3 separate regions of the Mus musculus genome follow, and regions 1 and 3 are each linked to region 2. The links are chromatin contacts, called in public HiChIP or PLAC-seq maps. All regions are on one chromosome and are shown on one strand. Each heading gives the region's core, a stretch centred on a gene start, on an enhancer-like site or on the middle of the called end of the contact. The rest is flanking DNA. Distances are from core to core; before and after follow the strand shown.

The links. HiChIP or PLAC-seq counts read pairs in DNA pulled down with a chosen protein or histone mark.
Region 1: a contact with region 2 is called in an H3K27ac HiChIP or PLAC-seq map of the HPC-7 cell line, with 7 times the contacts expected there. The contact joins the promoter of Wdr90 here to the enhancer-like site in region 2. A contact is called at or near these places in 9 of 39 promoter capture datasets (the C10 cell line, the HPC-7 cell line, cranial neural crest and 5 more), 2 of 15 datasets of contacts at CTCF or cohesin (the NIH/3T3 cell line and embryonic stem cells), 3 of 484 Hi-C or Micro-C datasets (the G1E-ER4 cell line, the HPC-7 cell line and bone marrow-derived macrophages), 19 of 115 datasets of contacts at active chromatin or transcription factors (the 230-238 cell line, CD8 T cells, the HPC-7 cell line and 9 more) and 4 of 9 other capture datasets (adipose tissue, liver, macrophages and 1 more).
Region 3: an H3K4me3 HiChIP or PLAC-seq map of bone marrow-derived macrophages shows a contact between it and region 2, with 2.0 times the contacts expected there. The contact joins the promoter of Fam234a here to the enhancer-like site in region 2. A contact is called at or near these places in 1 of 15 datasets of contacts at CTCF or cohesin (the NIH/3T3 cell line), 4 of 484 Hi-C or Micro-C datasets (embryonic stem cells and nephron progenitors), 7 of 115 datasets of contacts at active chromatin or transcription factors (bone marrow-derived macrophages, embryonic stem cells and pancreatic cancer cells) and 1 of 9 other capture datasets (pancreatic islet).

The regions. Positions count from the first base shown.
Region 1 is chr17:25,860,135-25,863,289 of GRCm38.p6, forward strand. It overlaps Wdr90 (WD repeat domain 90), which reads right to left and starts at 1,381. Exons shown (of 41, transcript NM_001163766.1): 1 at 1,051-1,381; 2 at 773-949; 3 at 521-683; 4 at 238-408. The coding sequence starts at 1,326.
Region 2 is chr17:26,008,137-26,011,217 of GRCm38.p6, forward strand. It overlaps Rab11fip3 (RAB11 family interacting protein 3 (class II)), which reads right to left. Exons shown (of 14, transcript NM_001162868.2): 6 at 719-754. Among named protein-coding and RNA genes, the nearest start is that of Capn15, 24 kb to the left of the region's middle. Within about 2 kb of position 1,500, at least 31 of the 459 cell types and tissues checked have an H3K27ac peak or open chromatin away from gene starts, as enhancers often do. A contact at or near this core is called in the G1E-ER4 cell line, the HPC-7 cell line, bone marrow-derived macrophages and 1 more, where this site is marked.
Region 3 is chr17:26,242,587-26,245,619 of GRCm38.p6, forward strand. Fam234a (family with sequence similarity 234, member A) reads right to left here and starts at 1,656. Exons shown (of 13, transcript NM_001206335.1): 1 at 1,420-1,656.

The sequences.
Region 1 (3,155 bases), core at 131-2,630, 150 kb before region 2:
TACAATGAGCAGGACTGTTCTAGATCAAGGGACATTTGTCCTATCCCTTCCCACCCCAGGCAACATGCATTACCAAGTATCTGCCACTCCACCAACCAACCCACCCCAATGCTCTTCCTGGAGCTGGGAGCCCTGGTGCATGGCTCTCCTCTGAAATTGGTAAGTGGTTCTTATCTGCCAGCTAGCGGGAGGGTTCTAGCCTTCTGACTGGGATGGGGCATGAAGTGTGGGCCTCACCAGGGTCAAAGCACAGATCACTGGTGTAGAGGTTTCTGACTAGCAGGCTGGCACACAGCCTGATGCTCTTGAGATGACTATAGTGCCTGCCCAGGTAGAACATCAGGATGTCACGCAGGTCCAGCTGTAGGCAGGTCCAGCGGGCACGAGGAAGAGCTACACCTGCCAGGTCTGCAGGACACGTGCGAGGTCAGCACCTACCATTTTGTTGCAACCCCTCTCAGCCCCATCCCCTAGCTATCCTCAGGGCCACACAGAAGCACATGCCCAGTTGGGCCTGTACCATCCCGTTTTAGGCCTTCATTCAAGCCGTCCCTCTTGGACCAAATGTCACCACCTCTCCTGGGTGTCTTAGTCTCGAAGACAAAGGGGAACTGAAGCCACGTTGTGGAGGACTTGAACTCCTTAAAGAGGTTGGAGAAAGACACACGGATGACCTGGCCGTCCTATGAGGCAGAGCGAGGCCATTAGAAGGAGATTATGGCACGGTGGGAAAGCAGCAATAGACACCCAGCCCTCCTTCCAAGCTGGGCACCTCGGTGGACACGTCCAGGTGGATGACAAAGTGCTTGGTAGGCACAGGCCGGAAAAGCACATACAGGTACCGCCCAGTCAGCCCCAGAGACTGGGTGCTAGTTCTGGGGAGCTGGATGTAGTTGCTGGCAGATACAGACCCACGGATGCGATACACAGCGCTCTTCAGGACCTTGTCCTAGAAAGAGAGAGGTGCTGCAAACAGGCGCAAAACTGGAGGACAGTCACAGTGCCCACTGGGAGATTTCTCAGGAGCAGGAAGGACCCCGCGGCCAGTACCGTCACCACAGCCACATCTCCCTCTTTGCTGGACCGTTTCCACTCATCCACCCTGAAATGTCTGAATACATTGAGGAAAGGGTGCTGCCAGGCTGCAGAAGGGACGCCGCCTGAGCACCGATCTGGGGCAGCGCGCCGCGACCCTCCACCTCCGCCCGCGGGACGGGCTTCTGCACGAGGTCCAGTCACTGACGCGGCGGGGACCTCGGACCCGGGACTCCCGGGACGCGAGCCCTGACGACAGCGCGTCTCGCGCGCGCCGCTACCTCCGGCCATGGCGCTACAGCTCGCGCTTCCCGCCTCAGCTGACGCTGTCTTACGCAAAACACATAGCACGGCGCCTAGCAACAGCCTCCTGGCAACGCGCGTCACTTCCGTCGCCGCTGCAGCAACGCACAAATATCCCGCTGCTGCGTGGTCCTGGGCACCTAGCAGGCCCCTAGGTCTTGCGTGGGCTCGCCCTGCCCACTTCCACCGCTGTTGCCTCCTGCTTGGGGCTTTGCGGCCTCGCCCAGCCGGGGCCTCAGCACTGTGCAGGGAACTGTGCTAAGTAGCCGTGGTCGCTGACTCTCTCAGAGGCCTCCGGTTTTGTTTTGAGAGCTGAACCTTTTTTTCTGTATGTGAGCCAGAAAGGTCATGCTGAGACCTGTCCACATCCACGGTCCACCCAGGCTGGGCCTCATCTCTGCTTTCTAACTGTGTGGAGGTATCTGATCAGCATCCAGGGTACTCTGGGTCTCCCTGCTTCAGGAGAGTAAGGTCCCTGTGCCCACTGGGGTGCAGCTTTCAGATAACCACATCACCACAGGTTCAACATATACCCAAAGACCCTTGAGGCATTTTCCCAGTATACTACAGCAGACCTCCAGCTTGAGAGAGAAGGTCCTGCAGTCGAGGGCTAGGATTCTATTCCAGCTAAGTCCTGGTGGAGAATGGACTTTGCCTCCCAGACATGCTCTGTCTTCTCCTAAGGATTAATCCTGTTAACTAATGCACTGGGTTCCTTGCTCAACTTTTTTTTTTCCCTTTTAGACGGAATCTATGTAATCCTGGCTGTCCTAGAACTTGCTATGTAGATCAGGATAACTTTGAACTCACAGCTCCAGCCTCTGTAGTTCAGGGATTAAAGGCCTGGGCCAGCCATTCCCTTCAGAGGCCCTTCTGCAAGGTAGCTGACCTTATCTCTAAGAGCAAAGCTTTTCTTCTTCCTTCCCCCACAGCAGTTTAGAACATTTATAGCTGCCTGCCTTGGGGTTTTCCCTTTAAAGGCTAATAAATTCCCAAACTTCTATTTCAGTCTGGTTTTGTCCTTGAGCTTGTTTGTGGCCATTCTCTTTCTTGTCTCTTTCTGTCTGTCTTTTTGAGACAGAATATCTCTGTGTAGTCCTGGCTGTCCCAGAACTCACTATGTGGGAGCAGGCTGGCCTTGAACTCAGAGATCCTCCTGCCTGGCCGTTTAAAATCCATATATTAATGAAACTTAAGAACCCCAAGAGGGGACCTTGATTTCTCCAGTATCACCAAGATTTCTTCCTTTTAATTCTTTAATCGGCAGAGAAAACAAACTCTTTCCTATATCTCACTCCAGTATCACCTGGGTCTTGGGTCTGACTTTGGCCATTGTCAAGAAAAAGAGGTAGTGGATTCAGATGAGACAGCTTGAAACTACATATTTCCAAAATGAGCTGGTCAAGGACCTCATCACCCTAGTTATCGCAGCATGGTGGGGCATGTCTTTAATCCCAACACTCTGTGAGTTCCAGGCCAGCCAGCCACCTGTCTCAAAAAAAAAAACAAAAAAAAAAAACAAAAACAAAAAAAAAAACAGAGCTGGACAAAGCTTAACTTCTTCTAGTCCAAGAGTAAAGAGGTTGTGACTAGGAGGGGGATACTGCAAGCCAGTCTATAATCCCAGCTACTGGGGAGGCAGGAGGATCAAAAGTTCCAGGCTAGTGGCACATGTCTTTATTCCAGCACTTAGGAAGCAGAGGAAGGCAGGTCTCTGTGGACTCAAGGCTAGACTAATCTACATAGCAAACTGCAGGTAAACCAGGATTACACACTGAGATGCTGTTTCAAAAGAAGAAGAGGGCCGGGCATGGTGG
Region 2 (3,081 bases), core at 250-2,749:
CTCACCTTCTATAGCAGGAAGATGACAGCAGCCAAACTCCAAAGTCAAAAGCTGGCCTTTAAGACTAGCAAGAGCTAGCTACAAGGTGGTGGCACACACCTTTAATCAGAGCACTCGAGAGGCAGAGGCAGGTGGATCTCTTGAGCTGCAGGCCAGTCTGGTCTACAGAGTGAGTTCCAAGACAGGCAGGGCTACACAGAGAAACCCTGTCCCCAAAAGCAAACAAAACAAAACAACAACAAAAAAACTCACACAAAACACCAAAAGAAAAAAAAAAACCCTCCCCCAAAAAACAAAAACCAAGACTCTAGCAAGACCTTTTCCTTACCCTCTCTCCTCTCCATGTGAGCTACTGGGCTGGCAAGATCACAGTTAGGCAGGAGGCCACACAGAGCCAGTTCTAAGAGGCTGACTCCAACAGCAGACACAGGGAGACTGCTGCCCAGTCCAGCCCTTACAGGGAGTGTGTAAGGGCAAGGGAACAGGAGAAGCTGCTATGAGCCCCAGGTCCAGATCCAAACCCCCAGCCCTAGAAATCTGTTCCACAACCATTCCCCTCAATTGCTTTCTATCCCAAACCATGAAATGTCACTTGAAAGTTTGATTTAAAAAACCCAAACCACACCTGGAAGAGAGTATTTTCTAAAATGTTGTTCAGAATCTATGATTACAAGTATATTTCACAAGATTTTCAGCAAATGATCGAGGCTCTGCCTACCTTGCCACCTTCCTGCTGGAGAGCCGCTTGGCTGGGCTGTGCAAAAACCAAACAAACAGGAAAATAGTGTCAGGGAACAGACCGAAGGACAGGAGGAAACAGGAAGCTTGGGCTGGGGAGATAGCAGGGCCCAGGCATGCAGCCCCTTGCCCCCGGCAAGCCGCATGCACACAATACCCACTCGGCAAGGCAGAGGACATGCACAGCACCTCTGTAAAGGGCCTCACCAAGTCTCAGCCTGAGCCCTCAAAAGAAACCAAGCCCAATGCTGAAACCCACCGGCTGACTGCACCTAGCTCTAAGCCATTGGCCACTGTCATGTCCCCAAGTACTTCTGAAGCCATTATCTCAATTGACTGGCTATCACACAGGCCCTCCTGTGACAGAAGAGTGTGTAATCGTTTTGACCTGGGTCCTGAAACTTCACACTGCAAATATCTGTAGGACGGGGATTTAGAACCCCTTCCTGAAACCATCCCAGAGCAGTAACACCTATGGCAGCAAGAACAGGCTGAACATGCCTCTTCTGAGCCAGTCAGAGCATGGCCTCCCTTCTGAAGCTGTGGCCGTGTGTTCAGGCACAAGAACCACCTGTTTCAGCTCACGGCTTCCTCTTCTTTCAAGGGCCAGGCAGGCAATCTACCTGGAGCGGTGCGTGCTGCACAAGCCACCCCTTTATCACTGCAGCTGGGTTCAGAATCATCCTTTGTGGTGGCTCTGGGACATACACTGCTGGGATCCATTTTCATTTGTGATGCTACATTGTGCCACTAGAGGGCACTGGAGAGACAATGCTGATAGCATGTAGCCTACAGAGGGCTGAGCTGTGCCATTTCGACAGGGCTGTAGACTGCTGAGGGAAGGGTGGTAGTGGGATTTGGATCTCTTGGATGCTGTTTGCTATTCCTGCTCCTCAGGATCCTTGACAATGCACGGGTGGGCACCTGTGCATTCACTCTCACTGCGCAGTTCCTGAGCAGCTACTGTTTGGCTCCCTCTCCTGACTGGACTCCTGACTAGCAGTGTACAAATGTGCTGATGTCTTACAATCACGGACACTCCTTGAACAATTAGAGCAGATTGCTCTGTGTAACTATCAGGCTCTGGACCACTAAATCCCGCAACAGTTTACAATTTTCAAAATATACCTCTGAGTAAGTCAGACTGCTTGGTTTCTATAAAATGGATTGTTTTGACTGATGCTCCCAGGTACCTAAAGAACACAGTAGCTACAAGAGCACTTCGCGGCCCTCCCTGTTCTATGGTGAGGTCATGAAGTTTATCCCGAGGCAATCCAGGATGGCCAGGAGGCATGACTCAGCTCTTTCGCTAGTATTCAGGTACTAGTATCATCTGTGTCCTAACTAACAGGAAAGTCTCTCTACACCTGCAGAGCCTTTACCCGGGAGAGGTCCCACTGGTCATGTTGAGTCACATACTAGTCTGACACTGCCCCAAGAGGCCTAACTGGCATGATCACCATCATCTTCCAGGCAGGTTTTCAGCACTGGAAACGTCTTCAGTGACTGAGGCAACATACGGATCTTCCTTTACAACATATCTGTAACTCAAAGCCACTCACTCATCAATAGCAGGATGGCTCACCAGCAGGAAGAACACAGCTGGCTCCTTCCTAGCACTGAATGCATGGCAGGGGAAAGCCTGTGTGCCCTATACTGGGAACTGGACGGGTTTCTGGAATCACCAGAGACCGGATTTTTATTTTCAAGTCTTGCCAAAACATGCCCTCAAAGGATACTACTGGATTCGTGGCCAGGACCCCAGCAGGCTCCCTCTGATCCTTCCCAACTGGCCAAGATCCTACTTCACTGGATATTGGTTAAAGGCCTCCAGCTTTGTGATGCTGCACAGAACACAGGGAAAAAGCTAAGTCACAGGTACCACGACGGGTTATGGCACAGGGTCTGGAACAGGACGGAGGTGTAGATCCAGTCCTGCAATGGCGGGGCAGGCAAGGGGCAGCCGCTCACAGACCTCCAAGTGTGTTCCACTCCCGAGATGCTCTGCCTTCCTGCAGTAACAGTGCTGCCCGACAGGAGCCTGTGTGGCCACTCGCCACCTAAGCCTAGCAGGAGATGCTATTGGTAGCGTCACATACCGCCTAATCTTCTCCAGACCCTTCTCCTAAAAGTCCCCCAGCCAGGGGCGTGTCCCTCTTCACACCAAGCCAATGGCATCTGGCGAATGTTGAGGTGAACAAAGAACCCAAAGATGTTTCCTATGAGTATGTGAAGTTGCAAATAGCCAGCAAGGAAACTTAGCTGCAATGCTGGTTCTGTTGGGCCTGGTCACAGAGACAGTGGGACAAAGGGCAGAGATAAGAGATGCACAGGCAGAGGAGC
Region 3 (3,033 bases), core at 406-2,905, 230 kb after region 2:
CTTGGTAGCATATATCTGAGACCCTAGTACTTGAAAGAGCAAAGAGGCTCACCTCTGGTTTGAGGCCAGCCTGGTCTATACCATGAGTTCCAGGCCAGCCAGGGATAAAAGCAAAATTTGTCTCAAAAAACTCCATTCCCAAAAGAGAGTTGGGGAGCTGGGGAGGTGAGGAGCTGGGGTGCTAGGTCGGTTAGTAGGGTTCTGGGATGGTGACACAAAATTCCACCACTGGAAGACTTGTGACAAGAGGATTCTCTGGAACCCATATAGAGGAGGGAGAGCCCCTACAGGTCACTGTCCTTGACACACTACACCTACACTCACTCTTGCATGCACACACTCATTTCATAAGCTCTGCTGTACCCACCTCCTATGTACCTAGTAATACAAAAAGAATGTGGAGGGGGGAGTTAGACTTTGCAAACTGGGTCATAATGACAGTGGTTTCTATCACTCCCTATCGCCCCACTTCCCTTACAGATAACTCTTCTGAGGGAAGGCAGATACCAACAGAAAACAATGAGGACTCCTGCCACTGGTCTTTTGAGTCCACTATCTTGGATTTGGATCCCCCAACTTGGCGAGAGTTACTGGGCCATCATCACCCAGGTAGACTGATTCCCTACCCACAGAAAGTGTTGACTAATAAAGGTTGTTTTATTTTGTGCATTTGGGGAAGACCGCATATTGTAGCCCAGGCTTATCTCAAACTCCAAATTCATATGTCTCAGCCTCAACTTCTGGGATTACAGAAATCCACCACCACACCTAGGATAAAGATTGCTAGGATAAACCAATAAACTTCTTGTTTGTTATAAAGCAACATATAAGGAATACAAGGAGGCAATGGAAGGAGTAAGAAAAAACGCCAGTACAGAGAAGAAACAGACAGCTCGGTGTAATGAGGCAGGAAGATTGCTTCCAGTTCAAGGCAGCAGGAGGCGGTGGTGGCCTTAAAAGAACATTAGAACTGTGAGGGTGGAATATGAAGACAACCCCATCACCAACCACTCCTGACCGTACCCACCTCACTGCCTTGGGCCTGAACTTGAAGAACATGAACTGATTCTCACTGATACTAAACACACGGGGCCCAAAGAGCGTTAGGATTTAAGGAACATGTCCACCGGAGCACAAAGTTCCTCTGGTAGGTCAACCCCTGTCGCTCCGGGTCACCACAGCGCCCTCCAGGGAACAGACACGACGGAGCAGAGATTTGTTTGGCCAAGTTGAGCACGCTTGAGGGTGCCAGGCCCTGTGCACTGCTACTCTGGGAGCTCAGGCGGGGCCGACCTTAGCTGTGAGCTGCAAGTGGAGGCGGGACCCGCTCCTGGCCCCCACTAGCTCCGGGCGATCGAACGCAGACGGCTTTGGCCGGAACCAGCTCGCGCGTTAAGAGTTACCTAGTCCGATCCTGACCTGCTCTCGGACCTGTCCGCGAGATCCTGCTCCTCAGCAAGTGGTACAGGACTGGCGAGGCTGGCTCAACTGCGGTCCCTGGAATCCGGGATCCACATCCCCAAGGTTCCCGGGAGGACAGCGGCTGAACAGGAGTACAGACTACGCCGGACAGCAGCGCCCCTCCCCGGCGCACCCCGGTCCGCCCGGCCCCGAGGGCAGCGTGCCACGCCCCCACTGGGCCCACCCAGGAGGCCCGCCCCGCAGTAGGCCCCGCCCCAGAGAGGCTGTGACCCCCCCCCTTAGTTCGGCCCACCTGAACTGTGCGTCACTTCCTGCCAGCGGAAGGGGCGTACCACAGCGATTCCGTTCTGTTGACTGAGTCGGTTGCTTAGCAACACGGCCACTGTGTCCAGTGTTGCCCTTTTCGAGCAGAGAGCCTGTTTGTGCAGGAGCATTTTGGCATGATAATGCTGTGATGGCTTAGGCCTGGTGTTCCCATACTAACCCCAGGAATCCATGAATGGAGACAAGACAGAAGGCCCATGCTAAGGCTTCTTTTTTCTAGCCTGCGTATCTTTCCGATCACTTACTGGCCACGGTATTTTCTTTCCTCAGTGCACACGCAGGCACATAGAGACACACACTACGACAGAAAGGGAAGATCAGAGGACAGTTTTGTAGAGCTGGTTCACTTTCGCCTTTATGTGGGTTCTTGGGATCGAACTTAGGTTACAGGCTTGCACAATAGCTTGGCAAGGACTTTTACTCTCTGAGTAGGCATAAATTTTTTGCAACCTACTTTTTTTTTTTTTTTTTGGTTTTTCGAGACAGGGTTTCTCTGTGTAGCCCTGGTTGTCCTGGAGCTCACTTTGTAGACCAGGCTGGCCTCGAATCAGAAATCTGCCTGTCTCTGCCTCTCCAGTGCTGAGATTAAAGGCGTGTGCCACCATGCCCGGCTGCAACCTACTCTTAATAAGGGTCCAACCTCTCCTCTAGCCTACAACCCAGCAGAGGCAGTGGAAGAGAAAAGTTATTAGGATATGGGTGAAATGGACCGGTTCAGCAATAATTCTTTAGGGGTGAGCTAGATCTTCTTGGGCAGCAGTTCAGTCCCATAGCAAACACCAAGTACAATTCAGCAGCTGCAGACCAGTCCTCTAGGGGGGCAGACACCAGACACTAACCACCAGCTGCAGTCCAGTCCTCTAGGGGGGCAGACACCAGACACTAACCAGCAGCTTCAGTCCAGTCCTTTCAGCAAGCAGACACCAGGCAGCTGTAGTTAAATCCTGAAGAAACTTCTAGATTTGCCAACCAGCCTGATGTGAGGCCGCAGAAGCTGCAAGCTGCCATAGGAACCTCACAAGCAGTTCTTTGGATAATTTCTCTCAATGGCAGTGTTACCACAAGGTGAGCTCAACAATGCTATGTAAGGCGAACAAATACATGCGTGTCTTTAGCAAAGAATAGCAAGGCAGAGCAAACCAAATCTCAGTGCTCCTCTCCCACTGTCTGTGGGGTCACATTTATACTCCTTTATCAAGAGTCCTTACACGTGTCTGCTATATCCAACAAGCATCCTTTCACTTGTGTCTGCTTCAGGAAAACAGTCTTTTATGTGTTTGCTTTATC